Regions from separate parts of the Rattus norvegicus genome. Here region 2 is linked to region 1. Evidence: chromatin contacts called from public Hi-C data. All regions are on one chromosome and are shown on one strand. The core of a region is the stretch at or near the end of the contact, and the rest is flanking DNA. Distances in the headings are between cores, read along the strand shown. Region 1 overlaps LOC120095164 (a long non-coding RNA gene). Region 2 overlaps Gdpd1 (glycerophosphodiester phosphodiesterase domain containing 1).

Region 1 (2,978 bases), core at 378-2,877:
TTTTAGTGTATGTTCATTTTACAATCTTTTCCCTATAAACATGAGTTCAACATCATCTCTCTTCCAGAAATGCCCTATCAACAGCATTGATCTCATTGGACTGTTCTAGCCATCACAGAAAGGTGATTTAGGGCTTGGAGCTCTGGAATCTAGCAGGTCTGGTTTTGTTCCTGGTAGACTACCTGAGGGAGGGTTAGAGAGGTGGTGGGAAATGTTCTTTGCACCTCGATTTCTGTATTTATTTATGGGGTTAGAGTATGTATCTCATAGGTACAAGGATTAAAAGGGATCATCATTTTACACAGTAAATCTTCCAGATGAAAGTGTTTTTTTCCAAAAAGCAGGCAGGCCTGCAGCCAGAAGCATCTATACTAGCCCTTATTTGGAGAGATTAGACAGAGCTGAGCTCTTTTTTTTTTTTTCTTTTTTTTTTCTTTTTTTTTTTTTCTTTTTTTTTTCTTTTTTTGGAGCTGGGCAGAGCTGTGCTCTTGAGCAGGTGAACCAGGACCCATAGCTACAGAATGCTTTTCAGGACTGGCTCCTGCGAGGCACTGGGGGTATAAGAAAAAGATACGTTCCTTGGCAACCAAAGGCCTAAGATTAGAGCAAGAAGCAGGGGACGAAGGAGAGGTAGAACAGAGAACATGTTCAGTGGGCTGACTGAACAGGGATGCTGCCATTCTTCATGTAGCAACAAATATTTAGTATAAGTTTTTTTTTTTCTTTTTTTTCTCTTTCGGAGCTGGGGACCGAACCCAGGGCCTTGAGCTACCACTCAGCTAAATCCCCAACCCTTAGTGTAAGTTTTTTTAAAGAAGGTTGCAAGGACTGGAGAGATGGCTTGGTGATTAAGAAGATACTGGGGGGGTTGGGGATTTGGCTCAGTGGTAGAGCGCTTGCCTAGCAAGCGCAAGGCCCTGGGTTCGGTCGCAGCTCCGAAAAAAAGAACCAAAAAAAAAAAAAAAAAAAAAAAAGGGTCCTCTTCCAGAGGAACCAGGGTTCAGTTCCCACTCTCCACAGGGCAGCTACAACTCCATTTCCAGGACATCTGACACCCTCTTCTGGCTTCCACAGGCACCAGGCATTCACACAATGCACACACATACAGACAGATAAAACATCCATACACATTATAAGAAGTAAAGTATTAATGTATTTGAAATTTAAAGAAGGCAACAGCAGCTGAGAGTGGAGCCAATGGTAGATCATTTGCTTACCACCATAAATATATGGGATTTGATCCCCAACACCACAAAAGAAAAAGAGAAATAAATATAAACAGACTGTAGACTCTTTCTTGTGTGCCACAAAGGAATTTTTTTTGTCTAGAGGCTATCCCTCTCCAGCAACAGGATTTGCTACCCCAATGGTGGGGGGAGGGGGTGTTTCCTGGTGAACCTTCCACTAGATAAGACCTGCTTAACTCAACATAGGTTATCTCAGATGTCTCCTGAGCCCATTCCAAACTAGACAGACACGTGAGCTGGCTGGGGAAGACAAAGGAATGCAGGAGAGACTGCTGGCTATCAAAGGAGCCTGGCCTTTGCCCTGGCTAGCCATCAGAGATCTCCAGGTTCCTGAAAGTCCTGCTTAGATAGCAATGGTTTTGTTTGCCTAGGAGCTTTGGCCGCTGGAAAAGCTAACATGAGATTTAGGCCCGGGACTTTGGGTCACAATGATATCAGTGGCGACCTTTAGAAGGACCTGGGGACTAAAAGCCACGTGGGCATCATGTGGTCAAATGTCATTCAAAACAAACCAGGAAATGGGATGAGCGTCCCTCTGCCACCATGGCAATTCTGTGTGGATATCATCAGGCCTCCCAGGCAGGATTCCAGGGTTCCAGGGGAAAGCTTGCGTGTGTACCCCTTCCCTTGGCTGATTCCAATTTACACAGTTCACTCTGATAAATTATCTCCATGAGTAATGTATGGAGCTTGCGGCTACACAGATCGCATGGGCTGCTCTTGTCAAAGACTAAGGTTCCTAGCACCCATGTGTTGGCTCACAATCACCCACAACTGCAGTTTTTGTTTTTTGTTTTTTGTTTTTTTTTTTTTTTCTTTTTTTTCAGAGCTGGGGACCGAACCCAGGGCCTCGCGCTTGCTAGGCAAGCACTCTACCACTGAGCTAAATCCCCAACCCCACAACTGCAGTTTTAAGGAATCCAACCTCCCCTTCTGACCTTGCTGGGCACCAGGCAAGCAGGCAGTGGACAGACATTCATGCAAACAAAGCACTCATACACATAAAATACTTAAATAAATCGTAACTGTGTGCACATCTCCTGCTGTCTGAGTCATCTGTGGGAACCTCTACGTCTGTAGCCAGCTGAAGCAAGGGTACAAGCCTACCCACTAGGCAGTGGTGTCTAAGCTGAAGGCAGACTTACAGACTTATGATGATGACTGGTCCTTCCACCCCAGTAGTTAGATAACTCAGCACCATGGCTGGGCACTGGGGAACTGCTACAATGTAAGGGAAGTGTTGTAAGAACTGGAAGCCCTTATAAGTGAGCCCCCACGTAATTGTGTAGACCTTGCTCTGGCTTTCCCCCCACACGTATGACCACATAGCTCACACTTCAGATTGGCACCTCTTGTCTGCAAGTGTCAGAGGCCCATCCTAACCTTAGTTGCTAAGACTAACTGAATACTGGCCCAGTGACCTGTGACTGGGCATAATCACCCAGGCAAAGAGCAAGAGGAGAACCAGATGAGGGGCTTCACACGGCCCTTACATTCTAGAAACAGACATGGCACTAGGGATGTTCTCCGCTGTTTCTGAGGATACACCCAGCTCTAATCACTGGGTCTCTGGCTTGCACCCCTCCTCCCCCAGTATCCCATTCTGCTCACGGGGTTCACGTTACTTTCACTATGCCGGGGGCCATGTTTTGTTATTTGCTTAAACCTAGGGCCTCCTAGGAAAGGCACCTTGCTGCATGCTTCGAGGTAACCATGGAAACTGGCTGCCTT
Region 2 (2,700 bases), core at 128-2,627, 180 kb after region 1:
ATTTCTAATCCTCAGGGCAAGAGCAGAGATCACCCTCCCAGGAGTTACATACAGAGGCAGGCATCACTTTACGCTGAAGCGGACTACTGACTGGGGAATGAAGCTCAGGCAGAGAGAAGTTTGGATACAGGGGAATTCCAATATATTTGGCTATACCCCCTGGCTGAGATGCTATCACTCAAGTTCCTGGCTCCCCAAATTCTGGCAGCAGAGCCACAAACTGAGGATCAAGTTCCTCTTGAAGTCACTCTATCACCGTTGCCATAGAACTCTGGCTGTCTGGGAGTCACACAGCTGCCTGCCCCTGCTTCCCCAGTGCCAGGAAGAAAGGTATGAGCAACCTCTGAGAAGAAAAATAATCTTTAAGATGTCACTAAATGGTGAAAAGCAGAAATTTAGACCAAATTCTGCTGGGATGTGGGAGTACCTCAGTCATGGAGTGCGCGCTTAACATGCAGAAAGCTCTGGCTTCAATCTCCACCACAACAGACAAGCAAACCCTCCTGGTTAGCTCTAGCTACATAGAAAATGTTTCCAAATTGCCTAGGAATGTGAGACCACCCTAGTGAACAGAGGAGGGGGGTACCCCATCTTAAAATGGCTTAAAATTACATTAGAAGTTTTTTTTCTCATTAAGCGTAACTAGGTAATGTCTTCTTTTCATTGGCCTTGCTTCATAACCGGTTTTGGTATTCAGAAAGAGGAAAACAGGCTGATGGTAAACACTGGCTCTGAGACAAAGAACAAGGGCTCCAATCAGTGTCTTCTGCAGCTTTTACTACCACCACAGAGCCTTGAAAAGGCCTCTGTGTGAAATATGAATCCAATATAAACAAAACCACTAACTCATCTTATTTTTTTTTTTTTTGTTTTTTTTTCCAGAGCTGGGGACCGAACCCAGGACCTTGCGCTTCCTAGGTAAGCGCTCTACCACTGAGCTAAATCCCCAGCCCACTAACTCATCTTATTAAAAACTAACATCAGCACACAAGAGGATCCCGAGAAGAACCCTGGTTGCAGGACCTGCTCAACAGAAACTCCTGGACACAGAGACACTTGGTCCTGTTCCTCAGCAGCAGCCAGGGTAACAGCTGTCTCACTCGCTCTTTCTGTACGCTCGCTGTCTGTCCCTTGTCCCAGATGTCTGCTTCTAGCTCTGTAAACCGAGTCTCTTTGGACCACTTTTACAATTATGCAGAAGGCAAACGCTCTTTGTAATATTTCAAACTATAAAAAAGGCATTTCATAGAAACAGCTATCACAAGTGAGCGGCACAAATACACTGCAGCCCTCTGTGAATCCTCATCAATTCAGTGATAGGCTGGAAACAGAGAGGGCCTTGTGCTGTACTCACTGCTGGAAGGCAGCCATTGTGTTCTCCAGGTTTTCTCCAGCACCTGTGGAAACAGGGAGGGTAAAGTTCATTTACTGGTCCTGTTGAGTATTCTATTTCTCTAGAAATGAGAATGAACTTTTTTTTAAGTGTGTGTGTGTGTGTGTGTGTGTGTGTGTGAGAGAGAGAGAGAGAGAGAGAGAGAGAGAGAGAGAGAGAGAGAGAGAGAGATGGGTGAGGTGGGCGGAATCCTGTTTTCCAGTCTTTTTTTAAAAATCAACAAATATGTATTTAAAGGATTTCAGATAACGGTTCCTTCACTGTCCATGGAGGTCACTGATGTCCCTACTGAACCCTTTTTTTTTTTTTTTTTTTTTTTTTGTGGGACTGGGGATAAAGTTCAGTTAACAGATTGCCTAACTTGTATAAAGTCCTAGATTTAAGTGCCAGTACTCTATGGTACTATAAACTAGGCATGGTAACCCATGTCTATAGGCCTAGAATTTGGAAGGCAAAGAGAAAGCCCAGGAGTTGGAGGACAGTCTGGGCTACGGCATACAGGCTTTATTGTTTTTTTAAATTTATTCATTTTTAAAAGGGTTTATTTATGTAATGTATATGAGTACACTGTAGCTGTATACACCAGAAGAGGGTATCAGATCCTATTACAGATGGTTGTGAGCCACATGTGGTTGCTGGGATTTGAACTCAGGACCTCTGGAAGAGCAGTTGGTGCTCTTAACCACTCAGCCATCTCTCCAGCTCCAAATTTATTCATTCTTTGATATGAGTGCACTGTAGCTGTCTTAAGACACACCAGAAGAGAGCATCAGATCTCATTATAGATGTGAGCCACCATGTGGTTGCTGGGAATTGAACTCAGGACTTCAGGAAATGCTCTTAACCATTGAGCCATTTCTCCAGTCCGAACACAGTCTTTAAAAACAGACAGACAGACAGACAGACAAAGCTAGCCCTCTTTAAATGAGCTGCTGTTAAATTCAGTTGTCACTTCAGCCCACAATTCTTTCATCTGAACTTCTTTTATGTCCACCTGGATCATGGGCATCCCTAAAACACCTTCAAAGTTCCCCCTTTGTGATCTTTGCTGTCTAATTTTAAAACCAGTTTATTTCAGGATCCATTTTAGGATAAATGATTTTTCATCAACTGCTGGCATGCAAATAAGGTCTATTAGCATTATAATATAAGAAACTATAAGGACCTCACAGGGTCACGATGCGGGCTGGGAGGCCTCCTTTCTACTCAGAGACCATCTACCCCAGGCACTGCATGATACTCATCCACGATGACCACAAGGTGTTCAGATTCTGTAAATCCAATGTCATAAAAATCTTGAAACCTGA

Evidence for each region. A called contact is a pair of places that touch in the nucleus more often than the background predicts.
Region 2: a Hi-C map of liver shows a contact between it and region 1, with 3 times the contacts expected there. The contact joins two enhancer-like sites. A contact is called at or near these places in 2 of 12 Hi-C or Micro-C datasets (the Rat2 cell line and liver).

Annotation. Positions count from the first base shown.
Region 1 is chr10:72,184,269-72,187,246 of GRCr8, forward strand. LOC120095164 (a long non-coding RNA gene) reads right to left here. Exons shown (of 6, transcript XR_010055721.1): 6 at 1-2,978. Among named protein-coding and RNA genes, the nearest start is that of Dhx40, 67 kb to the left of the region's middle. Within about 2 kb of position 1,628, at least 6 of the 93 cell types and tissues checked have an H3K27ac peak or open chromatin away from gene starts, as enhancers often do. A contact at or near this core is called in liver, where this site is marked.
Region 2 is chr10:72,368,409-72,371,108 of GRCr8, forward strand. Gdpd1 (glycerophosphodiester phosphodiesterase domain containing 1) reads right to left here. Exons shown (of 10, transcript NM_001044238.2): 2 at 1,355-1,397. Among named protein-coding and RNA genes, the nearest start is that of Gdpd1, 11 kb to the right of the region's middle. Within about 2 kb of position 1,378, at least 22 of the 93 cell types and tissues checked have an H3K27ac peak or open chromatin away from gene starts, as enhancers often do. A contact at or near this core is called in liver, where this site is marked.